Regions from separate parts of the Mus musculus genome. Here all the other regions are linked to region 3. The links are chromatin contacts, called in public HiChIP or PLAC-seq and promoter capture Hi-C maps. All regions are on one chromosome and are shown on one strand. Each heading gives the region's core, a stretch centred on a gene start, on an enhancer-like site or on the middle of the called end of the contact. The rest is flanking DNA. Distances are from core to core; before and after follow the strand shown. Region 1 overlaps Lhfp (lipoma HMGIC fusion partner). Region 2 has its middle 110 kb from the start of Gm40048. Region 3 holds the start of Nhlrc3 (NHL repeat containing 3).

The links. Promoter capture Hi-C pulls out the DNA fragments that hold promoters and counts their contacts. HiChIP or PLAC-seq counts read pairs in DNA pulled down with a chosen protein or histone mark.
Region 1: a contact with region 3 is called in a promoter capture Hi-C map of the C10 cell line, with 6 times the contacts expected there. The contact joins the enhancer-like site here to the promoter of Nhlrc3 in region 3. A contact is called at or near these places in 3 of 39 promoter capture datasets (the C10 cell line and pre-B cells), 1 of 15 datasets of contacts at CTCF or cohesin (large pre-B cells), 7 of 484 Hi-C or Micro-C datasets (B cells, the C10 cell line, the G1E-ER4 cell line and 4 more), 11 of 115 datasets of contacts at active chromatin or transcription factors (the 230-238 cell line, astrocytes, cardiomyocytes and 4 more) and 2 of 9 other capture datasets (adipose tissue and embryonic stem cells).
Region 2: an H3K4me3 HiChIP or PLAC-seq map of the 230-238 cell line shows a contact between it and region 3, with 15 read pairs. The contact joins the enhancer-like site here to the promoter of Nhlrc3 in region 3. A contact is called at or near these places in 1 of 39 promoter capture datasets (the C10 cell line), 6 of 115 datasets of contacts at active chromatin or transcription factors (the 230-238 cell line, embryonic stem cells, epiblast stem cells and 1 more) and 4 of 9 other capture datasets (adipose tissue, embryonic stem cells, liver and 1 more).

What each region holds. Positions count from the first base shown.
Region 1 is chr3:53,229,991-53,232,690 of GRCm38.p6, reverse strand. It overlaps Lhfp (lipoma HMGIC fusion partner), which reads right to left. Exons shown (of 4, transcript NM_175386.3): 3 at 863-961. Among named protein-coding and RNA genes, the nearest start is that of C130075A20Rik, 140 kb to the right of the region's middle. Within about 2 kb of position 1,355, at least 14 of the 459 cell types and tissues checked have an H3K27ac peak or open chromatin away from gene starts, as enhancers often do.
Region 2 is chr3:53,283,426-53,286,125 of GRCm38.p6, reverse strand. No RefSeq gene overlaps it. Among named protein-coding and RNA genes, the nearest start is that of Gm40048, 110 kb to the left of the region's middle. Within about 2 kb of position 1,430, at least 32 of the 459 cell types and tissues checked have an H3K27ac peak or open chromatin away from gene starts, as enhancers often do. A contact at or near this core is called in the 230-238 cell line, where this site is marked.
Region 3 is chr3:53,461,818-53,464,517 of GRCm38.p6, reverse strand. Nhlrc3 (NHL repeat containing 3) reads left to right here and starts at 1,260. Exons shown (of 7, transcript NM_172501.2): 1 at 1,260-1,458; 2 at 2,054-2,206. The coding sequence starts at 1,375. Proser1 (proline and serine rich 1) reads right to left here and starts at 723. Exons shown (of 13, transcript NM_173382.2): 1 at 199-723. The coding sequence starts at 243.

The sequences.
Region 1 (2,700 bases), core at 106-2,605, 230 kb after region 3:
TGAAACATTTTGTGGTTGTTTTTCCCAAAAGTTCCGGGGAATTAGGCCATCTGGCCGGGGCCCATGTTCTCAGTCGGTATTTTTTTTTTTATTCTTCAGTGGAAACACCCGAACTTCTTCATTAGCACACAGACAAGCAGAGTCGAAAAGGGCCCTGCTGCCAGGAGCGTCCATCCCCTGCTGGTACCCACGTGTTCTGTGCTCAAGACCCTGTTGCTCTCTTCCCCCCTTTCTTTACTTTTCTTTCTCTTTTCTTTCTTTTTCTTTCTTTTATTTTTTTTAAAGATTTATTTTATGTATATGAGTGCTCTATCTGCGTGTATATTTGCATATCAGAAGAGGGCATTGGATCCCATTACAGATGGTTGTGAGCCACCATGTGGTTGCTGGGAATTGAACTCAGGACCTCTGGAAGGGCAGCCAGTGCTCTTAACCACTAAGCCATCCCTCCAGCCTCTCTCTCCCCTTACACAAAGTGCTCCACATCCCAGAGAGAAACTTTACCCTCGTCGTAATTTCCTTGATTGCTTTGTTTGCCTGTGAGTTCCCTCGAGATATTTTTAGCGTGTATAATGAGTGATAAATATATGATTTTGAACAAATTAATCAGAGGATATAAAAGCTCAGGAGAACAAGGCCATTTCTTTTTCTTAGACTCTGCAATATAGATCATAGTGCTGGCGAACAGTAGGGTATCAGTGACTCTTCAATCAACAAGTGAAAATGTATCTATGTATTATGTAAGTATGTATATATGTGTATACATGCATATGTATGTATGCATGCATGCCTGCCAAACACAGCCCCAGACTGTCTTCCTTCCAGATAAGCCCCCTTTCTAGGAAGAATAACGAGAACTCACCCAAGTCAAACTGGCCAGAGATGTAGCCACAAGTCTGCCGGACTTCCTCACTGTCCCAGCCCAAGGGGTAGAGGGCACAGCCAGCACCAATCAGCAAGCCTGTGGAGAGGAGGTAAAATAGAAAGCCTTTACAAATCAAAGTGCAGAACACGACAGGGCCATAGCGCCTGCTCCTTAAAAACACCACATTAAATTCCTTTAAGCAATGTGAAGTCAGATTCCAAGAACAATATTGAGTCTGCTTAAAATAAGAATAAAAATAGTAACAACTCAGTTTCTTTCCAATTTTACCTTTTAAGAGCACAAAAAGCCTTCAGAGTCTTGCTAAGGAACTAAAAAGAGTTTCTTTCAATCACACTTGCAAAAAGCCAACCAATCCCTTTAATCCCATGGAGAACAAATTCAAGAGCAAGCAACGTTAGTAAGTTACCCTGCACTGTTCAGTGGAATTTCTGTTGCCAATATAAGAATCAACATAGTATGTTGTAGTGTTGTGAAATTTTACAGGGCCCTTGACCTGTGAACTTGCACTGCCTGTTCCTCACAGCTCAGGAATGATCTAGAAGGCGGACACATGGAAGACTAAATCTGCACCTCCCTGTAAAAGCAACGTGGTTTTATTTTAATGTAAATCAAACTATGTAATGTAAATCAAATGTAAATCAGACTATGACAACTGCTTCCTGTGAGTCTTTAATTTTGCATATGGTTTTTACAAGAGCCAGAAAGAGATTTAAATTCTCACCAGGAGACTCTATAAGTTAATCTGACAGTAAGATCTCGTCAATCAGTGAGCATTACCATCAACCACAACCCAAAGATGCTAACCCAGAAGCACCGAAATACAGCTGTGTGATGGGTGAGAATGGGAGTTCTCAGACACCACAGAAGCAGCCCCACATAGGCACACACTTTAATACAGTAACATGGCTGAGAAATACGGCAACAGGAGACTTAACACTGACACACTGAATCAATCCTGTCTCTCTGGCCAGTGTTCACCCTTCTCTACCCCTATTGGGTAGACTGCTTCTCTAACCGCCATCTGGGGCAGAACAGTTCATGCCCCCCTCCCCACACCCTGCCACCAACACTGAGCTAAGCCACAAAGAGAGACAGTCCTCACAGCGTGACACTCATTTCCTGCCTTAGTACCCATCCTTTCAACCTATCCCCTGGTCTTCAGAAAGAAAAAAAAAAAAAGGATCAGAGAATCTGAGCTGAGAGTTCTGGATTCTCTATATAAATCACTAGCTACTGTGTGACCTGTCTACAGCGCATTGACGTACACCATGTTTTGTCTGAAACATTGTCCACAAAGCAGTGAGGCAAGGTTTTGCTGAGCAGACAAATACCCCACTGGTCTGCTTCCTCCCATTGGGAAAATATTTCCCAAGCTAGTTTTCCTACCATTAGATAAAAAGAGAATTAATTATGCAGGATGCCAAATTTTGTACAAATTGAGTCCCCGGCATATTTATTAATCAATGCAAGAACATTATAAGAAACTTAGTTCTTAATAGGTGACACCTTTTTTTTTTTTTGAGATTTTTGTGAGTAAATTTTAAAGGATAACGAGTACAGAAATGTTTGGGATAGAATTTGTTCAAGTGTGAAAAACATTTCTAAATGTTAACATGTAAGTCACCAATAGCTCCTTGTCTGACTTGGAAAGAACTATTCTAATTCACTAATCACCAAGTCCCCAAGCACTTTCTTGTCCCCTTGGATGCTGGATTTGTACCCTGATCAGAAAGGAGCTGACCCTTTCCTTAAAGAGCAAAGCAGTCGAAAATCTGTTCCTTTGTGAAGTCGGGGACCATCTTTGTGAGACCGTG
Region 2 (2,700 bases), core at 181-2,680, 180 kb after region 3:
CCAAATCACAATTTAAAACATCCTTCTGCCCCAACTTGAGATCTAGAGAATATACTTTCATGGAGATGTACTGATGGCCTGTGTTCCATACATCAATAACAAACACGCTAGAAAGAAATCAGATGGAAAAAAAACCCTTTGAAAATAACCTCTAAAATTAAAAAAGGCTAGCAATAAATCTAACCCAGAGATTAAAGGATCTCTATAACGAAATCACTGTAGCTAACCCATAAATTACTGAAGAAATTAAATAGTCCAAACACCAAATCATTCAATCATGGGCAAATAAATTGAACAGTTTTCTAAAGAAGAAACACAGTGCTAGATGTAAGAAAAATAATAAAATTTCTTTTGCACATGGAAAGTAATTTAAATAAATATATGTGTGCAAAAATCAGTTATATGTAAAGAAGAAATACAAATGTATATATTATATATGCATATCCAGATATGCAAACATATACATATACACATATACATATATACACACATACAAATAAACACATACACACACACACATATATATATATATATATATATATATATATATATATATATATACACACATACACATATACATGAATGATGAAAATAGAGGACCAGCAAAAAGAGGGAATAGGGAATGAGAGACAAGAGATCAAGAGAGTCGAATGGCATTTATGAATGAAATCTCATATTGAAGGCCACTTTTTCATATGGAAAATATAGGAAGTTTATGTATTTAAAAATATTTATTTACTTATGCATTTTAAGTGTAGGATTGCTTTGTCTGCATGTACACCTACATGCTAGCAGAGAACATCAGATCCCTTTATAGATGGCCATGAGCATCCCTGTGGTTGCTGGGAATTGAACTCGGGACCTCTGAAAGATCAGCCAGTGTTCTTAACCACTGAGCCATCTCACTAACCCTTCAAAATAGTTTTAAAAGGAGAAAAATGAAAGGCTAAATAAAATGGGATGGGAAAACCGAAGTAATCCATATGTGTGGGACTTACAGCAGTAACTGGCACGCTCCAATCCCTGCCTAATAAAAGACTCTGAGGGTGCATGGCTTGAGAATGGAGGCGCTATATGCAGGGGAAGATGACTGCAAGGTGTGGGGACGGGCACTCTGGGTAATCGTTACATGAACAGTGAGATTATGTGGCATCCAAAGAAACAGTACTTGCGGCCGGAAGTGACTTTCCTGCCTAGATTTCCCAGGGGAGCACTGCAGGAAGTGTCTGCTTTTGTTATCAGATGATGATCTGTGGTAACATTCAACTCCAATACCCATGAATCAACCTTTTCCAGTCCATGGAATGTATTTAATTCTCATATCTTATAATCAGGATCACTCTTAAACATCTAAGAAGGAAAGAACAGGGAATTAACAGTGACTCACGCCAGCTGTGCCTAGTTCTCTCTCTCTCTCTTGAGCCCTCCCTTCTCACCGGAAACAGTGCTGCACTTGGGTCCTACCCAAGCTCTGAGGGACCGTGCAGCACGGCAGATGTGTTGGATCTAGTTTTTATTTGGTATTTCCCCACTTTTGATCAGAGGCCCTGTTTAGGTTACATACTTACAAAGCACAGGGCAGTGAGAAAGGTCCGCTCTCATGACCCAGCCGCTTATCAAAAGTCTCAGTTCCTACCACTGTCATACTGAGAATAAATGTTTCAACATGAATTTGGTGTTAGGGAAGGAACACGAAGTTAATCGGCAATAAATCCTGTTAATTCCTAAAAAAAACTTACTTTGTAGCCCACTTACTGTTTTTTAATCTTTTACTGAAAAATAGATCCTTTTCTCATACAATATATCCTAATTATAGTTTCCCCTCCTTCTCCTCCTTCTCCTCACCTCCCCTCTTTTCCAGATCCACTCCCCTTCGGTTGCTAAGACACAGGGTCACTCTCTGCACACTGACAGTGGGGTCCCATTGCGAAGGACAGTGTCCGCACAGAACAGGCTTCTAAGGAGTAACAACCAAACGTGCCCAAATAAAATGTAAGATGAAGCAAAAACTTTGATTTTTTTTTTTTTTTTGAAGTTGGCCACGGCAAGCCAACAGAAGAGTCCCAAGGGCAGGCACAGGAGTCAGAGGCCCATTCATTCTCACAGTCAGGAATCCCATAAAAATACTAAGTTGATAGCTACAGTAGATCTACAGAAGCCCTGGTGTAGACCCTTGTAGGCCCTGTGCTTGCTGCTTCAGTCTCTGTGAGCTCATATGTGACTTGCTTAGCTGACTCAGAGTTCTCCACCTCCTCTGGCTCTTTCAAGTGTTCTACCTCCTCTCCCACCAGATACCATAGTTACCTTTCTAGGTCTCCCTTACCTCACTCAGGATGCTTTTCTCTAGCTCTGCCCATCTGATGGAGCTCTCCCATGTACACTTTCTCTCAGACTTATCTCTGACTATGGTGGATCTCTCCATCTATTTCCATCTGCTGTTGGAGGAAGCCTCTCTGATGATGACTGTAGAGCAGAATATCATTAGGAGCCATTTCATTGGTACTTAAAAAAAAAAGAGCAGAAGTGTTTGATTTACCTAGAACTCTGAGATGTCTAGTCTCAGCTTCTTGGTCACTCAAGCAGTGTCTGGCATGGTTATGTCTCACGGAGTAGACCATAAGCCAAACCAAATATTAATTGGTTACTCCCAGAAGTTCTGTACCACCATTGCCTTAGCATATTTTTCAGGCAGGATAGATT
Region 3 (2,700 bases), core at 11-2,510:
TCCCGTACCACAATGACTTCCCAAGTTTAGCAGTGAGGTGGTTTATCTTCTATTTAAGCGGTGCAACGGACCAAGATGCAAGTTCTTACGTTACACAGGAAAGTTCAAGTTCCTCTGCTGACTACACACAACACCTCAAAGAAAGTAACTCACGACCATTATTATCTCAGACGAATTTCAGGGAACAAGGTCAATTACCTTTCGAATTTCATCCAGCACCGTCTCAAAGGACTTTTTGTCCATCTTGAGTACTATTCCGTCGTGACGTCTCACAGTTCTTGCAATTACAAAACGCTCATCCCAGGTTCGTCTCGTGGATAATACACCAGGAGGAGAAAGGAGGCGAGGAGGTAGAGTATTGCAAACTGCACCAAAACAAAACAAAAAATCCCAGAACGAAAACTTGGAAAAAGTTGGGTTTTTTTTTGTTGTTGTTTGTTTGTTTTTTTAAATAAAAATCAGACTTCAGTAGCTTCTTCACACAAAGCTTCAGCTGCTCAGAGCAGAGCGGGCTTGTGCGTTTGCAGAAATCAGGGCTCCGGAGGGTGCCGACAGCCGGGTGCTCCGGGGAAGGCCGCCGAGCCACGCTCCGCTCACCGCCGTGATCCGGGACACGTGGCCCCGCGGGCGCTCAGACCCGCCGATCCGCCCGATCCCGGGGTCCCGCAGCTCCGGCAACCGGCGGCCCCCGCAGGTCCTTTGTTACGGGCTTTCGTAGCTTCCGGGAGCGGGCGGGCGGCCGGGGCGCACTAGGAGCCGGACGAAGGGGGCCAGAGCCTTGCGAAGGGAGGCTCTCGAGCACCTCAGCGCTCATACGGCCAGGCGCCCAGCGGGTGCTCCCCTAAATGCCCCACCAGCTCCAGGGGACCTTTGATAGAGCGTGTCGCGCCCACAAGACGCAATGGTGCACCGCCACCTTAAGTCGCTTTTGCACAAATGATTAGTTTGGGGCGTCGGGGGGGGGGGGCGGGGTCCTAGTGTGGGAATATAGGCGTCCACGGCAGAAGCCTGAATGCTTGTGGAGCAGACGTGACTAAAGTCCTTTTCGGAGCGTGGTAGTCATTGTTTTAGTGTCACGATCCCCTAACTCTTCAGTTTCTCGGTGCTCTGTTTTGCTTCTTGAAAGTGAGTTTAAAGGAGCGAAGAGTAAGTAGGTCAGGAAGATCTGCGGACGCCGCCATCCTAGTGGCCAGGAGCACCTCGGCGTGGGGACCAGGGTCACTCGCTGGGCGCCTGACTCGGGGCGGAGCAAGGAGCAGGACACCCGGAATTAGTCTTCGGCGGTTCTCCGGTCGAGTTTCCCGGTGCTTTAGTCTGCCTCTGCCCTAGAGCCGGCTTCAGGCCTCGCTGACTTTCGCCTCCCAGACCCTCGCGATGGCGAGAGCCTGGGTCTGCCTGGCGGGCGCCGCCTTCTTCCTTTCCTGTCTGGTTTTGCATTCGCGCTTCTGTGGCTCGCTGGTAAATAGCAGGCAGAAGGCTGTGGGTGTGGGTGCCACCGAGGGGTACAGCCCCTGGGGTCCCAAACCTGCTCCCCTGGGGCTCAGCAGCTGACGACTCGTCCTCTCATTTAGTGTAAAAAGAATGCACGTGGGGCTGGGGAGGTGGCGCGGAGGTTGGGAGCTCGAGCAGCTTTTTCAGAGGACTCAGGTTCGATTCCCAGCACCAACTTGAAGGCTCACTCTCTCACTGTAACTCCAGTTCCAGGGAGCCTGATGCCCTCTTCTGGCCTTTGTGGGCACATGGTGCACATAAACTCACCCGAGCTCATGCACACAAGTCTAAATAAAAATAAGTAAACATCACACACACACACACACACACACACACACACACACACACACACTGGATTTTCCCCAGCTCTTACTACACTCTTAAGTCACACACACACACACACACACACACACACACACACTGGATTTTCCCCAGCTCTTACTACACTCTTAAGTCATCATTAGACTTTTCTTATGGTTGTTTTGATCTTTAGATATACAATCTTATTTCCGGCTACCTTCTGGTTGTCGAACTGAATCTGAGTATTTTGATTTTATTTGAGGTTTCAAGGACATTTTCTTTTCACGTTTCCTGGAGAATGGAGGACCCTCTTTTCCGGCTGGATTTGGGTTGGCCCAAGAATTCGGAATACTTCACTGGTGCAACATTTTGTGTTGCAGTTGATTCCCTCAACGGGTTAGTTTACGTAGCCCAAGTAAGTAGAATGCATTTTTTTTTTTTTTTAATATGTGAGCCTGTGAGGTCAAGAGAGACCAGAGTGTTAATGCGGTTATCAACTACCAGTGGTTTCCAGGATTGAACTCTGAGTGTCAGTCTTGCTTAGCAAACACTTTCATCTGCTCAGCCATCTCTTCAACTAGAGATTTTTTTTTAATTTTAATTATATACATTCAGTTTGATCACAACAGACAGGAATAATAAAAGAACAGTCAATCTGAGCATGACAAAAAGGAAAAAAAGAAGATGAACAGAAAGGAAAGAAGTGTTTCCCACCTAGATAGCCTGCTGCATTTATAGTATGCTAACTATGCAATTTAATTTTGAGTTGGCTTCAAGTGCACATTTTAGATTTGTATGCATTAGAAATTATTAAGTTTTGAAGTTAGTGCTTTTTTTTTACACACTTCTAAATTTCTTATTATACTTTCATTTTGATTTCTCTGACAAAAGTAAAGATTAGCGTTCCTA